Regions from separate parts of the Xenopus laevis genome. Here region 2 is linked to region 1. A link is a contact called in public Hi-C data. All regions are on one chromosome and are shown on one strand. Each heading gives the region's core, a stretch centred on a gene start, on an enhancer-like site or on the middle of the called end of the contact. The rest is flanking DNA. Distances are from core to core; before and after follow the strand shown. Region 1 overlaps nr6a1.L (nuclear receptor subfamily 6 group A member 1). Region 2 overlaps nr6a1.L (nuclear receptor subfamily 6 group A member 1).

Region 1 (3,316 bases), core at 262-2,761:
GCTAAATACTAAAGGAAGGCACTGGTACCTTCATGCCATTTTGATTTTAGTTAGCGGTGAAAGCAAAAGCCTTCAGGAATTCCTTTCAAGGAGTCACAAAACTGTCACTGAGTGCTATTTATATCAAAGGATGAGTGCTGACCTCACAGTAGTCTCAAAGAATCAATAAGCGGACATTCCAGTACTGCTAGAATAGATAAAATAGGGAACAGACTCAATCAAGTATTCAGTATAGGTGCATGCTAAATTGGTATAGTCCATACTATATCAGTTCAATGCAACACAGCCCATACACAAATTAAAATGTAACTATTTTAATACACTTATATTACATGATACCAGCACAAAAAAAAACACAAATTGCACTGCCTAAAAATGTTTGTATGCACCCACATAATTGGCCTAGACTCAAACAATAAAACTGCACACATAAAAGTATGCACATAACATATATTTTTGCCAACAGCCTAAAAAAATGTAGATGGAATGTTGGTGCCTATTGACATCTATGTTGTTATGGAAAGATGGTGGAATGCTTGGTTTCATTGAGCAAATACACAACAAAGCCTTTCTTGGGTTCAGAAGTATAAGATTGATTCTACAATATATTTATGGGTTGCTATGGTCATAATTGCCTCTAACACACACATGCTCTAAAGCTGGCCATACACTTCGACTTCGCCAAACGAGCGGATCTTTCCCCGATATGCCACTAACGGCATGGCTATATCGGGGGTAATTCCGTATGGCCGAACGATCAAAATACGATACGCCAAGGGGCTCCGACGGGTCGGTTAAAAATCAAACCTTCCCGATCTATATCATGGCCAGATATCGATCGGGAAGACCCGTCGGAAGCCCCCATACACGGGCAGATAAGCTGTCAAATTGGTCCAAAGACCGATATCGGCAGCTTTATCTGCCCGTGTATGGCCACCTTAAACCTATAGATCTGTAGAGCTTCTGTCTTTCCTGGCTTGCTGAATTTTGGCTTCCTAGCACCTACTCAGTACTCCTGTATGTGGCGACATTGTCAATGCTGCCATTTCCGCTTAATATATAGACATGTGAACAAGTGGCCTGGATGAGTTTTACCAGCTTGTCTATTATCTCGCTGTCACTGTTCTTCACGGAAACAGGAATAAAATTGTCATCATCATTTATTTCTATAGCTCCAGCAAGTTATGCAGTGCTTTACAATAGTTTATAATAAAAGTTATCCTACTTGCAAGAGCTTATGATTTAAAGGGTCGCTATAAAACGAGCTGATTAGCCCGGCTAAAACATTGATTGCAAAATGGAAAAAAAAAAAAGCAATGAATTGTATTCTCTACAATTCCCGTGGCATTGTAACTGTACAGAGGGTGCCGTCTTTATTGCCTTCTTTTAAACAGATCCGTGCACCAATATGGCTCTGCAAAATCAAGGGCAGCAGTTGTGGGCGTGCAAGTTCTTTCATTCATAAGACAATGCGTGTGGCATTCCTGACCTGCTCTTAACCCGAATTACATCACTAGTGATGCTCCAGCGTGAACCCTGTTACGGAGAGGCAGAACTAAAGCACTAGATATGTACATGTCTGCCTAACCAGCTGGAAAGAATGTAACCAGTCGTTAAAGGGACAGTGTAATAACCTCAATTTCAGTGAAAAACTATTTCCTGAGCTTTGCTTTGTTCAAAAAGTTATTGCTTGACAAAACTTAGGAAGCCGTTTAAAAAAAAAATATAAGTTTGAATCTATGCTATGGTGTCCCCAAATTCCAACAGGGTGAGCTGCGTAACTAGGGAGGTGATGGTATAGCAACCGACCTCTAGAATCCTAGTGCCCCCAGTGGTATATTATACTCACTAGACGTGAGAGAAGGAAGGCGTTGGTTAAAATCTATTTCTTCCTGTTCTGAGACGACTTCTTAATCCGCTTAACGTGGAGAGATAAATGGACATGTGCGGAAGCGTTTTTCACAAGTTTAATAAATAATTAAAATCACACTCCCAAACATCCGTTGTCAAAACGCATTGAAAAAAAGTGTCCTGTGCATTCCATATTGCGCTTTCAGTTCCTCGGCGTCCCTTTGAGTCCAATGTGCATATCAGTGACACGCTTCCGCAAATTCAGAGCGACGGCATCCTCGCCAAACTGGCTTCCTCTCAGAGCGACTTGTGAAAAACGCTTCCGCAACGCTTCCGCCTTCCATGTCTCACGTCTAGTGAGTATATTATACCACTGGGGGCACTAGGATTCTAGAGGTCGGTTGCTATACCATCACCTCCGTAGTTACGCAGCTCACCCTGTGGGAATCACTGCGCACAGCACCTTATGCTCATAGAGCGAATGTGATTAGTGGGGATTTTATGACTGCTTCTGTTAATACTGTACAGGTATGGGACCTGTTATCCAGAATGCTCAGGACCTATGGTTTTCCAGATAACAGATCTTTCTGTAATTTGGATCTTCATACCTTGAAGTCTACTAGAAAATCAGGTAATATTAAATAAACCCAATAGTCTGGTTTTGCTTCTAATAAGGATTAATTATATCTTAGTTGGGATCAAGTACAAGCTACTGTTTTATTATTACAGTGAAAAAGGAAATTTGTAAACATTTTGATTATTTGGATAAAATGGAGTATATGGGAGACCACCTTTCCATAATTCTGAGCTTTCTGGATAACGGATTTCTGTAAAACAGATCCCATACCGGTACATTTTTGTGCTAACTTATCTGAAAACCTGACTTAATTTGGGTCTCCTAAAAAAATAAAGGTTAAGAAACATCTGTAAAAATATTAGGATATTAGAAGTTCCATGACCTGTATATGCCCTCTAATATACATTTGATTTTTGTTTTTTTTATATGTAAAGTCCTTTGAATCCATAAAAAAAAATGGCTATAATACTACTACAGGTACGGGATCCGTTATCCAGAAAGCTCAGAGTTACAGAAAGGCCATCTCCCATAGACTCAAAATAATCCAAATTTTTTAATAATGATTTCCCTTTTCTCTGTAATAATAAAACAGTACCTCGAACTTGATCCAAACTAAGGTCCAAGTAGTCCTTATTGGATGTAAAACCAGCCTATTGTGGTTATTTAATGTTTACATGATTTTCTAGTGGACTAAAGGTAAGAAGATCCAAATTGCAGAGAGATCCATTATCCGGAAAACCTCAGGTCCCAAGCATTTGGGATAACAGGCCCCATACCTGTACTATGTAGCTACATCTGTATTCATAGAAACCCAATAGGATTATTTTGCCATCAATATGGATTCATGCAGCTTAGCCACCATCAAGTGCAATTTACTGCTTTTTTATA
Region 2 (3,316 bases), core at 500-2,999, 94 kb after region 1:
AATTTTTCGGCTTTTTCCCGAACTGCTCTAATTTTTTGTGTTTTTTTCCCTGAATCGCTCTTTTTCCAGTTTTTGCTCCAAAAAGTTCAATTTTCGGACTAAACCCAGCTCAGACCACGAAAATGTCAAACTGAGATGGGTGTCTCTCCCATTGACATACAGGGCCTCGACAGGTCTGAGACTGCGGATTTTCAGATTCTGGCTTTTTGGAGCATCAGGGTATAATAAATCTTGAAAATTCGAAATAATTGAGTTTTCTAATGTAAAAAATTTAAATTTTCGGATTTTAATAAATTACCCCCCCCCCCCCAGGAATACACTGACAGTAAAAAGAATTCTATGGCATTTATAATTGACAGAAGGCGTACAACATTCCATGTCAGCTGCTGCTGCTAAACTACAACTCCCATCATCCACCAGAGCACTTTAAAGGACAAGGAAAGTCTAAAATAGAATAAGGCTAGAAATGCTGTATTTTGTATACTAAACATAAGCATGAACTTACTGCACCACAAGCCTAATCAAACAAATGATTTAAGCTTTCAAAGTTGGCTACAGGGGGTCACCATCTTGTAACTTTGTTAAACATCTTTGCAAGACTAAGACTAAGTGCACATGCTCAGCGTGGTCTGGGCTGCTTAGGGATCGTCATAAACAAAGCTGCTTGAGTTCTGCATGGCTGGGAATTAAGGCGAAGGCTCCCCCTGCTGTTCATAAGTATGATTGTTTCCCTGCTCAGCAGTTAGGGACCGTCTGACAATTCCTATCCACAACAGTAAATGAAGGGAGAATTACACTGCATACAGTCAGGTTTCTTATAAAAACGGTACACATTTTTTAATTAAAGTATATTGGAGATAGGTTTCTTTTTAATTAAAGAAAGTAAAAATGGGATTTTATTTTTTTGCCTTTCCTTGTCCTTTAACAGCCAGTGAGCTGCTGATTGTGGTTTCTGAGCCTAACCCTTGCACCTCCTACACAAATTCAAATAAATGAACCATAGCAGCTGCTCTTATCATGGACAGGGCTAGGGGGTAGGTTGTTACACTTACCAACCAGGGAGTTCATTTTAAATCCATCAGATGAAAGGTCAGGCATGTTCCCTGCTGGAGAGAGGAAAGGTTCTATTAGCCTGTATTTACTTTATACAGGACCATGGGTCTATTTACACACATCTGGGTAATTTTTCATCAAAGGATACATACATTTACAGATCATTGCAAAATGAATGAATGCGGGAAAACCCCACTAAAGAGAAGGCAAGATACATTTAAACCACAGGAGTACCAGCGCTGCAAAACATCAACACAATTTCATATAGGTTAGGGAAATAGCAGATTTGGGCTCTTTTCACAAAATCTTTCCCTTTAAACACAGGTTTGTCTTATTGAGTTGCTTTTAAAGAAATAACACCCACATTAAAAAAAAAATGAATTAGAAGCTTTTGTGGATGCTTAAAAAAAAATATAAAATAAACATTTCCTTAGGATATCCTTTTTGCTTTCGTTTTTTTCTGCTACTTTTGCTATTTAAAGATACAAGGTTGTAAGCAGCACAGTGAGAGGGTTAATGAAACCTCACTGATACAGTTGGTCAGCATACAGTAGGGGTTCCAATGCAAACAATGGGAAGGTCTTCTAATGTTTAACCTGGCACGGGTCAGCTCCTCCTGCCCTGCAGGGGGTAAATACAGGGGTCAGCAGATGGTCACTTGCAGTATATACCTGCTTGTGTGTGTGTGTCCGCTTCCAAGAGTGGCCAGATGGCAGGACACAGTCTCTGACCACAACTGTTACAGCCACTAGTCACACAAGCCACAACTTCCTTCCACAATTGTGTGTGGGTACAGCCTTGTTATTGGAAAGACAGACATAGGGATATACAGGCTGTGGTTCTCCCACTGACAAAACAAAGCCAATTATGACATGGGGGTCTATGAGCCTATTATTAAATGCCTCCATTGGCACGAAACATGTTGGGCCATCCATGTTCTAATTAATGACTGTTTGTTTTTTTGTTTTTATTCACTGCTGCGTTCATTTAAAGGGGACCCGTCACCCAAAAAAATTATTCAAAATTCTATTTTATCACATTAGTCAAGCTAAATGAACTTTGATTACACTATATAAATAATTTGAATCTTGTTTCCTTCAGTCTGGGAATTCATAATTATAGCAAGCAGGCAGGAGCCATTTTGCAGACACTGTTATTAAAACAAGCCTTGCATTAGAGTTCTGCACGGAACTAATTTCTAAGACCCGGACCTGACCCGAACCCGCATATTTACCCACTTTGATCCGCTACCCGACTCGGACCTGCAACTGCCTTTACCGCAACACAACCCGCCAACCACCATCAAGCAGGAAGTGATGGTGCTGCAAAGCGGAAGTGATGTCATCAAAGTGGGTAGGGACAGAAACAAGTTTTGTAAAACTTTAAAGGCAGTAAAATATAGACAATATTAGATAAGATAAGAAATTTAAATGAGAACCGCAACCAGACCCATGACGCACAGACCCGCGGCTATACCCGCACCTGAAAATCCTCCCTTCATTCCGCAGAGTGCCCATTTTTTTTGCAGGTAACCCGAGGGTATCCGACCCGCTTCAGAACTCTACCTTGCATCATCTCAGAATCTTGTTTGTGCAACAGAATGGGGGACCCGATGTCCATCCACCATGCCCTGGCTACACAATTAAACAGGGAAGAAAGAGGGGGAATGTGTGGAGAGCAGTGACATCTAGGAAGTAATTGTCTGCCCCGCCTCTATGCCTAAGGTATAGAGGAGGGGCAGACAATATTTGATTGACAACTGAGATTTTTAAATGAGCTTACAACAGCTATGAATGCTTTAATAAAAAATAAAAATTGGATTTCATGTTTAATTTGAAAAGGACTTTTATTATACAGCTTTGTGTGTCTGGGTGACAGGTCCACTTTAAAAGATTCTCACACTAAAACTTTTTGTCCTGGTGAATACCTATCTATTACCCACACTCTGGGGTTTCTTCCAAACTTGGCTACTTCATAATTCATTGATTGTGCAAGGTGTATTTATACTTCTTTTTTAGAGAAAACATACACCTTTCACCCACTTGGTGGTATAATTCCTGTATGTTTTATAATTGTATAACTAGTCTGTTTATTTTTTTTGCAGGCGTGATCCTTTGAGTGCATAAAGAAACATTCAGGGGCGGAGGTGTCCAAAAGCCTAACATAAACAAACAAATGGGGCTTTTGTTTCAGACTTCAGTTAGCCTCAAAATTTGTGGCCAATTAAGTAATTTCTAAGTAATTGGCTCTTGGCTATCACTAA

Evidence for each region. A called contact is a pair of places that touch in the nucleus more often than the background predicts.
Region 2: a Hi-C map of the XTC cell line shows a contact between it and region 1, with 2.2 times the contacts expected there. The contact joins two enhancer-like sites. A contact is called at or near these places in 2 of 4 Hi-C or Micro-C datasets (the XL177 cell line and the XTC cell line).

What each region holds. Positions count from the first base shown.
Region 1 is chr8L:17,868,235-17,871,550 of Xenopus_laevis_v10.1, forward strand. All of the region lies in intron 3 of nr6a1.L (nuclear receptor subfamily 6 group A member 1), which reads right to left. Among protein-coding and RNA genes, the nearest start is that of LOC108698235, 38 kb to the left of the region's middle. Within about 2 kb of position 1,512, at least 2 of the 7 cell types and tissues checked have an H3K27ac peak or open chromatin away from gene starts, as enhancers often do.
Region 2 is chr8L:17,962,077-17,965,392 of Xenopus_laevis_v10.1, forward strand. It overlaps nr6a1.L (nuclear receptor subfamily 6 group A member 1), which reads right to left. Exons shown (of 11, transcript XM_018229561.2): 3 at 1,053-1,106. Among protein-coding and RNA genes, the nearest start is that of nr6a1.L, 47 kb to the right of the region's middle. Within about 2 kb of position 1,750, at least 1 of the 7 cell types and tissues checked has an H3K27ac peak or open chromatin away from gene starts, as enhancers often do.